4 separate regions of the Mus musculus genome follow, and all the other regions are linked to region 1. A link is a contact called in public Hi-C and Micro-C data. All regions are on one chromosome and are shown on one strand. Each heading gives the region's core, a stretch centred on a gene start, on an enhancer-like site or on the middle of the called end of the contact. The rest is flanking DNA. Distances are from core to core; before and after follow the strand shown.

Evidence for each region. Hi-C and Micro-C count contacts between places; a contact is called where the count stands out from the background.
Region 2: a contact with region 1 is called in a Micro-C map of embryonic stem cells, with 11 times the contacts expected there. The contact joins the promoter of Arsg here to the promoter of Prkca in region 1. A contact is called at or near these places in 5 of 39 promoter capture datasets (the 3T3-L1 cell line, embryonic stem cells, hippocampal neurons and 2 more), 3 of 484 Hi-C or Micro-C datasets (all in embryonic stem cells), 6 of 115 datasets of contacts at active chromatin or transcription factors (astrocytes, embryonic midbrain, embryonic stem cells and 3 more) and 1 of 9 other capture datasets (embryonic stem cells).
Region 3: a contact with region 1 is called in a Micro-C map of embryonic stem cells, with 7 times the contacts expected there. The contact joins the promoter of Gna13 here to the promoter of Prkca in region 1. A contact is called at or near these places in 10 of 39 promoter capture datasets (the 3T3-L1 cell line, cranial neural crest, embryonic stem cells and 5 more), 5 of 484 Hi-C or Micro-C datasets (embryonic stem cells and rod photoreceptor) and 10 of 115 datasets of contacts at active chromatin or transcription factors (the NIH/3T3 cell line, astrocytes, bone marrow-derived dendritic cells and 5 more).
Region 4: a Hi-C map of B cells shows a contact between it and region 1, with 9 read pairs. The contact joins the promoter of Amz2 here to the promoter of Prkca in region 1. A contact is called at or near these places in 5 of 39 promoter capture datasets (embryonic stem cells, hippocampal neurons, liver and 1 more), 2 of 484 Hi-C or Micro-C datasets (B cells and embryonic stem cells), 2 of 115 datasets of contacts at active chromatin or transcription factors (astrocytes and pancreatic cancer cells) and 2 of 9 other capture datasets (adipose tissue and liver).

The regions. Positions count from the first base shown.
Region 1 is chr11:108,342,623-108,345,470 of GRCm38.p6, reverse strand. It overlaps Prkca (protein kinase C, alpha), which reads left to right and starts at 1,583. Exons shown (of 17, transcript NM_011101.3): 1 at 1,583-1,976. The coding sequence starts at 1,804.
Region 2 is chr11:109,471,844-109,474,913 of GRCm38.p6, reverse strand. It overlaps Arsg (arylsulfatase G), which reads right to left and starts at 1,540. Exons shown (of 14, transcript NM_028710.3): 1 at 1,493-1,540. Slc16a6 (solute carrier family 16 (monocarboxylic acid transporters), member 6) reads left to right here and starts at 1,316. Exons shown (of 6, transcript NM_001029842.2): 1 at 1,316-1,666. The coding sequence starts at 1,422.
Region 3 is chr11:109,361,489-109,364,390 of GRCm38.p6, reverse strand. Gna13 (guanine nucleotide binding protein, alpha 13) reads right to left here and starts at 1,597. Exons shown (of 4, transcript NM_010303.3): 1 at 1,135-1,597. The coding sequence starts at 1,417. Gm11696 (predicted gene 11696) reads left to right here and starts at 737. Exons shown (of 2, transcript NR_038097.1): 1 at 737-1,285.
Region 4 is chr11:109,424,245-109,427,254 of GRCm38.p6, reverse strand. It overlaps Amz2 (archaelysin family metallopeptidase 2), which reads right to left and starts at 1,309. Exons shown (of 9, transcript NM_025275.4): 1 at 1,225-1,309; 2 at 680-769; 3 at 158-285. The coding sequence starts at 169.

The DNA.
Region 1 (2,848 bases), core at 334-2,833:
AGACACTTGCTCACCAGATTGTAAATGGGTCAGTGAAGAGCCTGGTCTACTGATGGCTATTCAGTTGCCTGCACTTGTTTAAATGTAAAAGCTATCTTTTCGTCAAGAGTCACAATTAGGCAATCTTGGAAAAGGATAGTCCTTCGTGGCTTATGGGATATGCTGTGAGCTAGTATTTCAGGCGATTTCCCTCTTTTAAAGTCTGCACTTGAGATCTTACATTCCTGATCCTCTTGGGATCACTGGCTGGTGTTACCATGTCCAAGTTCAAGTATGCACATTGTCTTAATGGATTTGTATTCTACAATAAACGAAGCTGATGCGATGGCTCATCTCTGTAATTCCAGCACTCAGGAGCTGTGACAGGAGTATTACCTCGAGTTTGGGACCACCCTAGGCCGATTGGGACAATGAACTTCTTGTTGGTAGAGGGTTGCTCTGTCCCAGGTTTAGAATCCTCCAGGCAGACCTAATAAATATTCAGCAGGCGCTCGGACAGCCCAGCCCCAAGTGCGCCCTTTGCATACATATCCATTCCAGCTACCCCTTCACAAGCAGTTTTACTTGGTAATTTACAAATGTTCTGGCTGAACTCTACACCTGCCAGTATTTCAGCAATTAGCTTAGGATGCAAAATGATTTCTAAGTTAAGGTTCTGGACATGTAAAATCAAGAGAGCCCGATCATCTTCGGGCACCACAGCTCTGATAGCCAACGAATAACATCACAAACCAGGGCAAGCCCTTTGGCATCTTACCGGGTTATTACGACTGTCATACAAATCTATATAATAAGCAGGTGAACTGCAGGTCAAAGATCGAAGGGATGTAAGAGAGCCGGCAATCAGTTATTCAAAACCGCTCCCTTTTACCGACTCGGAACTGAGCGAGGGTTAGGGTTTGGGCATTTTAGTGGCATAAACGACTAGAATGACATTTTGGTCAGGTGAAAGGTTAAACGGGAAAGAGGCTGATAAAAAGCCAGCAAACCCCCCACCCCCAAATGCCTGTGGGTCCAGGTAGCTAGACAAGGAGCTACCTCTGTACCTGCTAAGGTGGCATGGGGGTGGGGGTGGGGAGCGCTCCGTGCCGGGTTCCTTCGGGGCACAACTTCCATCCCAGAAAGAGGAAAGCATGAGCAGAGAAGCGTGAGTGGGTGGAGGAAGGTGGGGAGAGGAGGAGGCCCGGCACCACGAGCGGAAGGAGAGGAGGAGAAAAAAGAGGGAGGAGGAAGCAGAGGAAAAGGGAGGAAAAAGAAGCGGGCGGCGGAGGAGAAGGACCCGCCCCTCCCGGCTTCTTCCTGGGCTGGGCATCTCCAGGGCCTCTCCCCGACCGCCGCCCTCGGCAGTTGGCGGGGCTCACAGGGGCCCCCCAGTCTGCGTGTCCAGCTCTGTGCAGCGGAGCGCAGAGGCCCAAGGCTCGCCCGGCGCGCGTCCCCGTCCCGCGCGCTCCTACTCCAGGCCGCGCGCGCGCGTGCACACATACACACGCTAGCTCTCCGGGCATGCGCAGTGGGCGGCGCCGCTCCGGGCCGCCTCTTGCCGCCGCGAGTAGGAAGCGCGAGCGCCGGGCGCCGGGCTGTCAGTGAGCGTGGGGCCAGCCAGCGAGCCAGAGAGCCGGAGAGAGCCAGAGAGAGCGGCTCGGCTCCCAGCTCCGAGTAGCGCAGCGCCCGCCCGGCTCTCCCGGGCCACCGCCGCCACCACCGCACCTCATCAGCACCGCCACCTCGGCCGCCGCCCCCGCCCACCCCGGCCCTCCCCGGCTGCTGCTCCCCGGCGGAGGCAAGAGGTGGTTGGGGGGAACCATGGCTGACGTTTACCCGGCCAACGACTCCACGGCGTCTCAGGACGTGGCCAACCGCTTCGCCCGCAAAGGGGCGCTGAGGCAGAAGAACGTGCATGAGGTGAAAGACCACAAATTCATCGCCCGCTTCTTCAAGCAACCCACCTTCTGCAGCCACTGCACCGACTTCATCTGGTAGGTGCGCGCGGCAGCCCTGGGGACCCAAGAGCCACCTTTGCCCCGGGGCTCAGGTCTGCTTGTCCCCGGGACTTAAGCTCGGGGACGTCTCTGAGCCCCGGCGCGTCCTTACTCTCAGGGCCAGGACTCCTCCGAGAACTTAGAGTGCCTGGCCGGAGTCCGAACTCTCGCCAGGAGTGACAGGCGCGCACCCACGCGGGACACTCCCTGGAAAGTGGCCCGGCGCTGCCACGCATGCCCTGGTGCCCTGAAGGGACGCTTGGCTCTGCACGGGGTGACTCGGATGAGGGGGAAGGTCCCCTCGCCTCTCCTAGGGCGCACAGGTCTTCCCTGTCACCAAGCGGAGCGGTCAATGGGCCTGATGGGAGCGAAGGGACAGGAAAGAGAGATTGCTGGAGTCAAAGTGGCCCCAGGACGCGCAAGAAACACGCCCGGGAGTAGCGGGGAGCCGCGGCGCGCCGCTCCAAGTTGCTGGCGAGCCAGGCTGGGCGCGTTCCGGGGAGTGTTTGTGCCTCGCGTCGGGCTGGGACTCCGCTGGAACCTTGGGTCCCTGCCTACTGTAGGCTGTTTCTACTGGGCACGGAGACTTTGACTTTTCTGGCCGAGCCCAGAGTGGGGAGAGAGGGGAGGGAGAGAGATGGAAGGCAGCAAACTGTTGAAAGCTTGCCGTGGGGGAGGAGGGCTAACCCGGCAGGCAAATGGCAGAGGGCAGAGGGAGTCATTTAAAATAGACCCTGTCAACAGGAGATTAAACCTGTAACCCAGTTGATGAGGACAGAGGGCTTATTTAAGAAAAATACTGTAATGGCTAAAGGTGTCCGCGCTCAGGTGATTTCCACTGAACGCCAAGCGTTGGCAACTGAGGGGCT
Region 2 (3,070 bases), core at 291-2,790, 1.1 Mb before region 1:
AAAACCAAAAGAAAAAGAAAAAAGAACCCTGCGATCCCATCACTTTGGAGGCCGAGACAGGAGGATCTTCAGTTTTAGGTTAGTCTTGGCTTGGCTAGTGAGATCGTGTTTTTTAAAAACAAACAAACCAGGATTTGGGGGGGGGGGGGTCAAATATAAGTTTGAAGCCAGCGTGGACTACACCTGTCTGGGATGGGGTAAAGGTTTAATTATTCCCACAAATTTGCCAGTTATTATTCAGTGGTAGCCTGGCTGGACTACAGTGACCAGAGTAACACACTCTGCACCAATACACCTGCCTCCTCACTTAGCCACACCAGAGCCTATTGACAGCACTGGGTGACTGCATTCCCAAATCCTGGGGGAAATGACAGAGCAAGGAAAGGTTTTTATTAAAATTTTGAACCGGTGCTCCTCCCGGTGGGTGGCGACCCTTCAGGCACACTCCCAAAGTAGGTTCTCTGCAGTTTCTAACATCAGAAAGACAATCTCTGAGCCACAATCAACCGACGTGGGTTGCCTAAGTCTGAGGGGGGAAGGGGGGGGAATGCAGAGGAACAGGGCTTTTGCTGTGAGGCAGTACCCAGTTTTTCTCCAGAGGTGTGAGATGGAGTCCAGGAAACCAACTTTGCGCCCCCTCTGGCTCTGAACAGTCCCTAATCCTCAGACACGCGCTGTCCTCAGGAATAACTCGGGCTTCTCCGGAAGCATCCATTTAGTTCATAGTGACCTTTGGGATCAGGGGGCTTGGAGGTTTGGGGGTCTCGATCCCCCCAGAAGCCTCCTGGGGGGGGGGGGGGTTAAGGCTGCCGTGCACCTGTGCTCACGCCGCCTCCCGCCTAGGCGGGTGCGCGCGCACGGAGAAGCGGAGATGCTGACTCAGCCAGGCTTCTCCCATCTCTTTCGCGCAGCGCGGATGCTGGCGGCTGGTGGCTGCTGCGGCTGCAAACAAGGCAGCACGGGGAGGGGAGGCGGGGGAACACGACAGTGCACCGGCAGCAACCCAGCCGCGGGCTCCTTAGGGCCCATTGCGGCACTTCCCCCCGCATGCCCGGAAGGGGAACTGGCGGGGCGCGCGAGTTGACGAAATTTGGGGGGGAAGTGGTCTCTAGAGGAGGAACTCGGGATCCCGCGCGTGCTCCGCTCACACCCAAACTGGAAGGAACCTGTTCAGTCCGGGACCAGGGACGCGCGGGACCAGCCCAAACGCGCGCCTCCCCTGCCCTCCCAACCCCCCCTCCCCAGCCTCCTCACTGGCTCCCCAAATCCTCAGGGCGCGGGCGGACCCGGGAGCTGCGCTCGGAGAGGGGGTGCAGGGGCGCACTCGGTCGCCCCGGGCTCGATCGCGCTCCCGCTCGCACTGCAGCTAAGTGCCGGGGTCCGATCGGGCCGGGATCACACGGGCACGCGCGGATGAGGGGATGAGGGCGTCGGGCCAAGGACCCCAGAGGCGTCGGCGGGGATGGGCGACCCGCGATGACAGCGCGGTTACCTTCCGTGACCCCCAGCCCCGGCAGCCGGCAGGCGGGGCGCGTGCCTTGCGCGGCCCCGATCCACGTGGGCCCGCGCGCGCGCACCAGGCCGGCCCCCTCCTTGCAGGCGCTCGGCGCTCCCAGCACATGGTCGGCGGCGCGCCCCCGAGGCCGGCGGAGACCGGCTGCAGCCGGTATAGGATAAGAGATAGGCAGAGAGAAGCGGGGCCGGGGCGCGGGCGGCGGCACGCACGGCCCGGGAGGAGGCGACAGGGTTGGGGGGCGGGGGGAGGGTGTGGCTCGGGTGGCCGAGGCTGGCGTGGGTTGGGGGCCAGGGTACTCCAGGCTCCCCGCCCGGAGCCAACTTGATAGAGACTCTGGCCCACGCCCTAAGGGGTTAAACCTTTTTCTCATGTTACGGAGCGGTTTATAAGAAGGCTCCGGAGGCCCAGCCTCCGCCTTATTGGGTGCCTTTTGGGGTTTATTCTCTTCCCTTCTAACTTGGTGAGTTGGTTTTATTATTTTACACGCTTAAAAGTTTGATTGTGGGGTATGGGTGTTTGTTTGTTTGTTTTTTAATATGTGTTGGGGCCTTTTTTTTTTTTTTAAGGGCGGGGAGGAGGAAAGCTTTTAACATTTTAAAGAGGTTAATCCGAAAAATATTCTGACAGTTGGGAGTGTTCGGAGCCACTGGGATGACGCGCTCGGGCAGTTGTGGGCAACTGAGAGTTGAATGTCCATGACCCTAAGTATAGATGGGTTCCAGGAAATACCTTAAAGGGTGCCCTGGCCTTTGATCGTCCCCAACCCGGGGTGAAAGGAGCCAGGCTGTGAGGCGAGTCCGGCGACCGTCTCAGACCCTCTCTGGATTTTCCTCATGAAGTTGCCGGCGCGTCAGCAGAGCGAAATGTCAGAGAGGTACCTTCCTTCCCCGGGCTCGCGCGCGCACCCAAGGCGGCCACTGAGGCAGCACGAGGGAAAAGTGGAACTTCGGGTCTCCATCCCTGTTACCCCCCTCCCCAGGGCGGTCCCGGAGAGAGACAGATTTCCCTTCGGAGCGTGGGTCCCACACCTTGCCGGGCTGCACTGTCACCCGCTTGCTGCCTGCTGGTCGGTCCCGCACAACTTCCAAGGTCCGCCGGGCTACCAGCGGCAGCAAAGTGTCGTGCAGCTGAACGGCTCCAGGCGTGGGGGGAGAATGATTTTAAAGAGGAAATAGGTTAATTTCCTTCTGGGTTGTTCTCAATCCCTGCACCGCAGCAGACAAGTGATAGAAGTTTGTTAGATGGCGTGTAAAAATGTCATCGAACAACAGGGTAGGGGGGAAGATCGTAGGAATTGAGGAACCCATTACAACTCCTTAACCTGGAAGCTGGTGGTTTGTACAGCTAGGCACTGTGCTGGCTGCTTTTGACGGGAAGGGGATTTCTACCTTAGGATTGAGATTTCAGCCTCTGGTGATCTGACTGGTTTTTTTTGTTTGTTTGTTTGTTTGTTTGTTTTGTTTTGTTTTTTTTACAAACCATTCTGATGAGTGTCTAGCTACAAGAAAGTGCCAGTTCCTATACTAAGGTCTTCCCGTGTGCCAAGCACTGTTA
Region 3 (2,902 bases), core at 348-2,847, 1.0 Mb before region 1:
AAAAGTCACACAACTCCTTGAAAAGACCTACAAAATTAAAGTTTGCTTCCAAGCCCTAGATTTAATAGGGTGACTCCTTAACCACTCAGAAATCTGTTTTCTGATGTGCTGCTGTGCCTCAACTCTGCCAACTTCTCTTAGGTAGAAAATACCTGACACTAAAGAAAAAAAAATTAAAAAAAACAAGATGATTCTTTTAAATGATAAAAATAAAAGCCACCTCTGCAACTTATTTGAACACTAAGGAATAAAAATATTGGGTGGTTTTCACTTAAGGAACAGTATTTAAAATACTGTTCAACAGGATTTGTGAAGCCCACCATGCAGTCCAGCACATGTATTTAAACATAAATTCATGAAAGCATTAGAAATGATATGAAATGATACTGTTTTTTTCTCCTGTCTCGAGTTATTAAGAAAAAAAAAAGTGTGCAACATGTTGAACTGTGATTACAAACATCCTGTAGCAATGAGCCGATAAAACCACTCGCGCTAATTTTTTTTAATAGACTTTCCTGATGCCAGTTCAGTAAACGTGAGTTTCATACTCTTGCCCCAAAAGGCTCTAGAGGCTGTCACTCTATGCCCTTGACAAGAGTCTCAGGGTAAAAAAAAAAAAAAAAAAAAAAAAAAAGTTTCCTCATTACAACCGTTCCAGAACTTGCTTAAGTCAAGAGGTGGCCTAGGAAGCCCAAAGCTGGAAGGGTAACATACCCGGTTACTAGGGTCACCCACCAGGGACGGGCAGAAAGGAAAGAAGGATAGGAAGGGATAGGGAGTGTAGGACCTGGGGCTACTGATGGGTGGTCTTGCCCGGAGTGCAGGGAGGACACAAGTTGCCCCGCTGCCCCGAGTCACCCTACTCGCCGCACTTCCCTCTTGGAGGGGGCGAGGCCAGCCGCGGAGTGCTGGGCCGACCGTGACCCTCACCGGGGTAGCACGGGGGGGACAGCGGGGCGTCCCGGATCGAAGGGACCAGGGCAACAGGGCGCACAGAACGGTGCCCAAGGCGCGCCCACCCGCTCGCCCGTCCGATCTGATCCCGTTCGGTCTCCTCCGACTGGGGACCCGGCGGATGAGGGCGGTGCCCGGCCCGGCTCCCCAGGGGTCCCCGAGCCCCGCCGCGCCCCGCACCTTTGATCACGTTGCTGTAGATGGTGGGGCGGAACTCCTCGCGCGCGCGCTGGTCGAAGTCCTGGCCGTGGATGATCCGCATCTGCTTCAGGAAGGTGGACTTGCCGCTCTCGCCCGCGCCCAGCAGCAGGATCTTCACCAGCCGCTTCACGTAGGTCTTCTCCCGCGACAGGCATTTGTCGATCTCCTTGGACTTGCGCTGCTGCTCGGCCTCGCCGTTCGTCAGCACGCAGCCCGGGAAGCACACGGACAGCACGGAGCGCGACGGCAGGAAGTCCGCCATCTTGCCGCCGCCGCCGCCTCGGCGGGCCCCTGCGGCTCCTCCACCTCCTCCTCCGGCAGCGGGCGGCTCCGGCAAGGCGGCTGGAGGGCGGGGAGCGCAGCGGCGGCCCGAGCGCGCCCGGGGAGGGAGGGAACCCGAGGACTGACTCGCCAGGGCGGGCCGCGCCGGCCGGGGGAGGGTGGGAGGGAGGGAGGGAGGGAGGGAGGGCGGGCCCGGGGAGGGGCGGCGGCCCTCTGGGCGTGCGCGTGCCCGCTGCCTTTCGGGTACGCGCACGCAGGCACGCCGAGCGGAGGAGGGAGCGGCAGCGGCGGGAGTCACGCGCTCCTGTGCAGCCGGGAGCGCGCTCGGAGAGCGGCGGAGCCCGGGTCACGTGGGCCAGGCTGGGCGCGCGCGCCTGCGGATCCAGAGTTTCTGTTTCCCTTTAGTGCCACCGCTTCCCGGAGCCCCGAGGCGAGTAAGCAAAGCCCATCCTGACCCCTTTCCGCTGGGGCATCTTTCTCACTACAGATCCCACTGCCCTTTCCCATAGTTACTCGCCCGCCGCTTGCTGTCACCTTCACGCGACCTATTTTGAGACCATTGGCTGGGACATCCCCGCACCCGACCAGTGCAAGCCTTCCTTCGTTACAGTTTGCCTTGTTTTGTTTTGTTTTGTTTTAACTCTTGAGACAAGATCCCTGCGGCCCAAGTTGGCTTAAATTTGTGACAATCGTCTTGCTTCAGCCTCCCTGTCCGTTTCTGGTATTACCGGCAGGCAAGAGCTTTCCTTCAAGATCGTGCGTTTAATTAGCAGCGACCCTTCCCCGCCCCCTTGTCATCCTAACCATCCCGAATCTGGAAGGATAAGTAGATGTCAGATGTCGTTATTGATCAACACCTCACCCTAGCAGCTCAGGGCACTATTGATAACCTGCCCTGGTTTGAGGGGAAGTTGGAGTTGATGTTCTCGTGAGATGTGCCAGGAAGGTCGCTGGCGGCTGGCTCACTCATTAGATTCCCATCCGAGCTGCACTTGTGACTTGGGTAATGCCTTCTGAGGTCAGTGAATGGTGGAGAGGGTGAGGTCATGTTGAAAATCCCCCTAAACCGGACACTCTGATGCACGTTCTTCCCAAGGAAGCAGATAAGCGCTCAGCCTAGGACTGCAGCAGGCACATTTTGGGTTTCCTGCCGGATTACAGAGGATATGACAGACAAGAAACTTTTTTTTTTCTGTCATACCAGCAGATCAGGCCAGAACACCTGAAAAAGAGACTCCTGGGGAACACGTGACTAGTGACAGCTGAATGACTGTAGCAAGGACCTCAGAAGCCAACTTCTTCATTCTTGTCAGTTTCAAAGTTGATGCCTGTCTGGTTTTGCTCCTGGGACCTGACTCGTGTGCAACTTGGGAACTTCCTGTGTGTTAGGGAGTTGGGGTAAAGAGGTCAACACCGTGACATGCACAAGTTTAAAATTTTAAAAACCAGCACTATAAGTCAGTCC
Region 4 (3,010 bases), core at 60-2,559, 1.1 Mb before region 1:
TTGAAAACAATCATAATATTTTGAGCTGACTCACTTTGTCCACAGGATCAACGGCATCCCTTCCAGTGTCACTCAAAGATATTCAATAAGGAAAAGAGTAATGGTTCTGTTATTTAACTGCAGGTTGGCAAGATCCATCTCAGCCCCTTACGCTTACCTTGTCAGCCATAAGACACGGGGGTAGATCTAAGATGACCAATGAGACGCCATACTCATGGTGACAGGACTTTCCCCATTCCTATCAAGTCCCTACGTGGCACGTTCATCCTTCATACCAAGCAGACGCTTTTTGAGTGAGAAAAGAAAAAAAAGATGAATGTTTCTGTCCATTTAGTTTGTGTTTTCTAATTGAGGGCCTTTTCCATTTTTGTTTGTTTGGTTGGTTGGCTGGTTTTTTGTTCTGCTTTGTTTTGGGGGTGGGTTGGGGGGTGGGACAGGGTTTCTCTGTATTTCTCAGTTTATTAACGACTGATTTTGAAATTTAAGCTAACTGCTGTGCTCAGTGAACTTCTGAATTCTGGAGCTCAAGAGGGTGACACTGACTAGAAAGGATCCTAGAGACTACGCTGAGTGTAGCTCATCTCGGTACTGCACATCTGGGCTGAGATTTTATTTTTACAGGATGAAATTTAAAAAGAAAAAAAAAATAAATCACCATGGCCCCATTCAGTCTACCTACCTTTATAAAGGAGAAATCTCCAGCTGCTGTTTTTCCATTTATGTTTTTCTAAGGACAATGCATGTCTGGCAAAGGGGTGTGGCCTTCACCCTAATAAAAGAGACAGAGTGGAAAGTCAGAAGGCCTCCACATCCTAGTCCAACGTGGATGGTGTCGCTGAAGAAGTGTGCAGGGAGCCATCGTACAGTCACTGCAGGGACCGGGGGCCTAAGATGCTTCGGTTCTATAACCGGAACATCTCCCGCCAAGTGGGTCTCGCCAGACGTGCTAGCTGGTTGCCCATAGCAACTTGCACGGCCGGTGCAGACGCCACCCAGTCTCTGCTTGAGTCAAAAGTGGGGGGCCTCCCCGGAACTCAGAGTTCGCGTCTTCTACCCAGGGAGCAACCGGAAAGGCCCGCGTTGTTCCCAAGAGACATCCTGCCCCCGAGGTCCCCTCTGCTTCCGCCGCAGCCATCCCTCCCACCACATCCGCTCCTCCCCAACGATCAACACCTTCCTCCTCCTCCCCTGCCCAGCCCTGACGGTTCCTCATACCACCCTCACCCGGACAGGCCTCTAGGCCGCCCTCAAGCTGCCACGGTGGTCCTAGCACGCATGCGCCTCGCGCGGACGCACCTCACCCTTTCACGCATGCCCCGCCCACACCGCCCACTAGCAAGACCCGTCTTCCCGCCCCTCAATCGTCGCCCCGCCTCCTATCTGCGCTCTTCCCTCCTAAGGCTCCTCCTCCAAACACTGAGCCCGCCCCACTCCTCCAGAAAGGCCCCGCCCATGTGCTGTAACCCCGCCCCGAAGGCGTGACCTCTGTCCATTTCACAACACTCACGCTGTGTGTGGTTGACTAAAGTAGTAAGGGGGCGATGTAGTGTCGGACAGTCCCCAGTCGTCGCTGTTTCGCGTCGGCCCTCACGGGGGCGCCGCGACCCGCTCCTCGCGGGCGGTGCAGGGTCACGGAACCACCTGCCGTGGGCTGAGCCTGAGTAATTTAACCACTGGGTCCAAATAAGTCAGCCGTGTCCGCGGCTTGACACATCACCCGCTTGGACTTTCCCTTCTTAGTCGGTTTGCCCGACTGTCGCGGCCTCACCGCTGTCAGGAAGCAGGGCTGCATCCTAGGGCGTGGGGCATAGGGTTGCCTTTGGTACTTGGGGAACTAAGAGCTTAGAGCTCGGACCCCCAGGAGACTCTGGAAGGGGAAACCCCAGGGCCAGATCTCCTGATCCCCGCCCCCAGCATATACCTATTCAATCCTTTTGCATCTCTGGGCGCTTCTGGCCCCAGGAAGGTCAAACAAGGGGATGATGCCACTATTTTATCAACATCCTCTCATCCTTGGAAGTTAAAGACTGCATACCCCACATGTCTGTACCCTTCTTCCTACCCAACCCCCAAACTTTTTGCTCTCTTCTTGCCTTGTGCACACTGCTCTAATTATCCTTGCCCAGTTATTATAACAAGGCTCATATATGTTGTCCTTACTGCCCTTACCAAGTTGACAAAAGTGGCTTATTTGGGGAGGGTCTCCTGTCAAGGCTGGCCTTGAACTCACTATGTAGCAGAGAATGTTCCTGTGTCTGACTTCTGAGCACTGTATACACACATACAGAGAGAGACACATACATGTATATTCTTTCAAATTTTCATACTTCGGTTATATTTCCCCAGGACCCCCTCTGATCCTCTTTCTCCTCCCATGAGGTCACTCCCCAACAACCTGACCATTTTTTTCTCCCGGGACATTTTTAATCAGCTGTAGACATGATGCCCCTTTAGTGTAAATACTCCAGAGCATGCTTCTAAACAAGCAATTTTTTCTAAGTAGTCACAGGACACCTACACTGGGAATTCCTACCAATCACTCTGATTGCAGTCTAACACCACAAGGTTCCTGCTTTCCATTTTTCTGTGTGCACTCCCTTCCATACTAATGAAAAGTCTGTCTCCCACTATTCATAATTTACTTCTGCATTTAACTGCTCTGTGGTACAATATGCACTGAGGGTAATTTCAGAATAACTAATCCATATCATTGCAGACAAATAGTCCTGCCAATAATCAGAAATTATTCATGGTCCCGTGTAGCCAGAGGATGCACAGTAGGCTTTGCAGTTTACATCATCTAGGTGAATTCTTCCCTACTCAGTCCAGCACCACATCTGACCTGAAACTTACTAGATAGCCTAGGCTGGCCACAGATTCACAACTATCTCCTGCCTCAGCCTCTGGGGTGGTAGGATCACAAGTATGCATAATCACACCCATTGTTAAATGTGTCACTCTTTTCTCTTTCTTTCTTTCTTTCTTTCTTTCTTTCTTTCTTTCTTTCTTT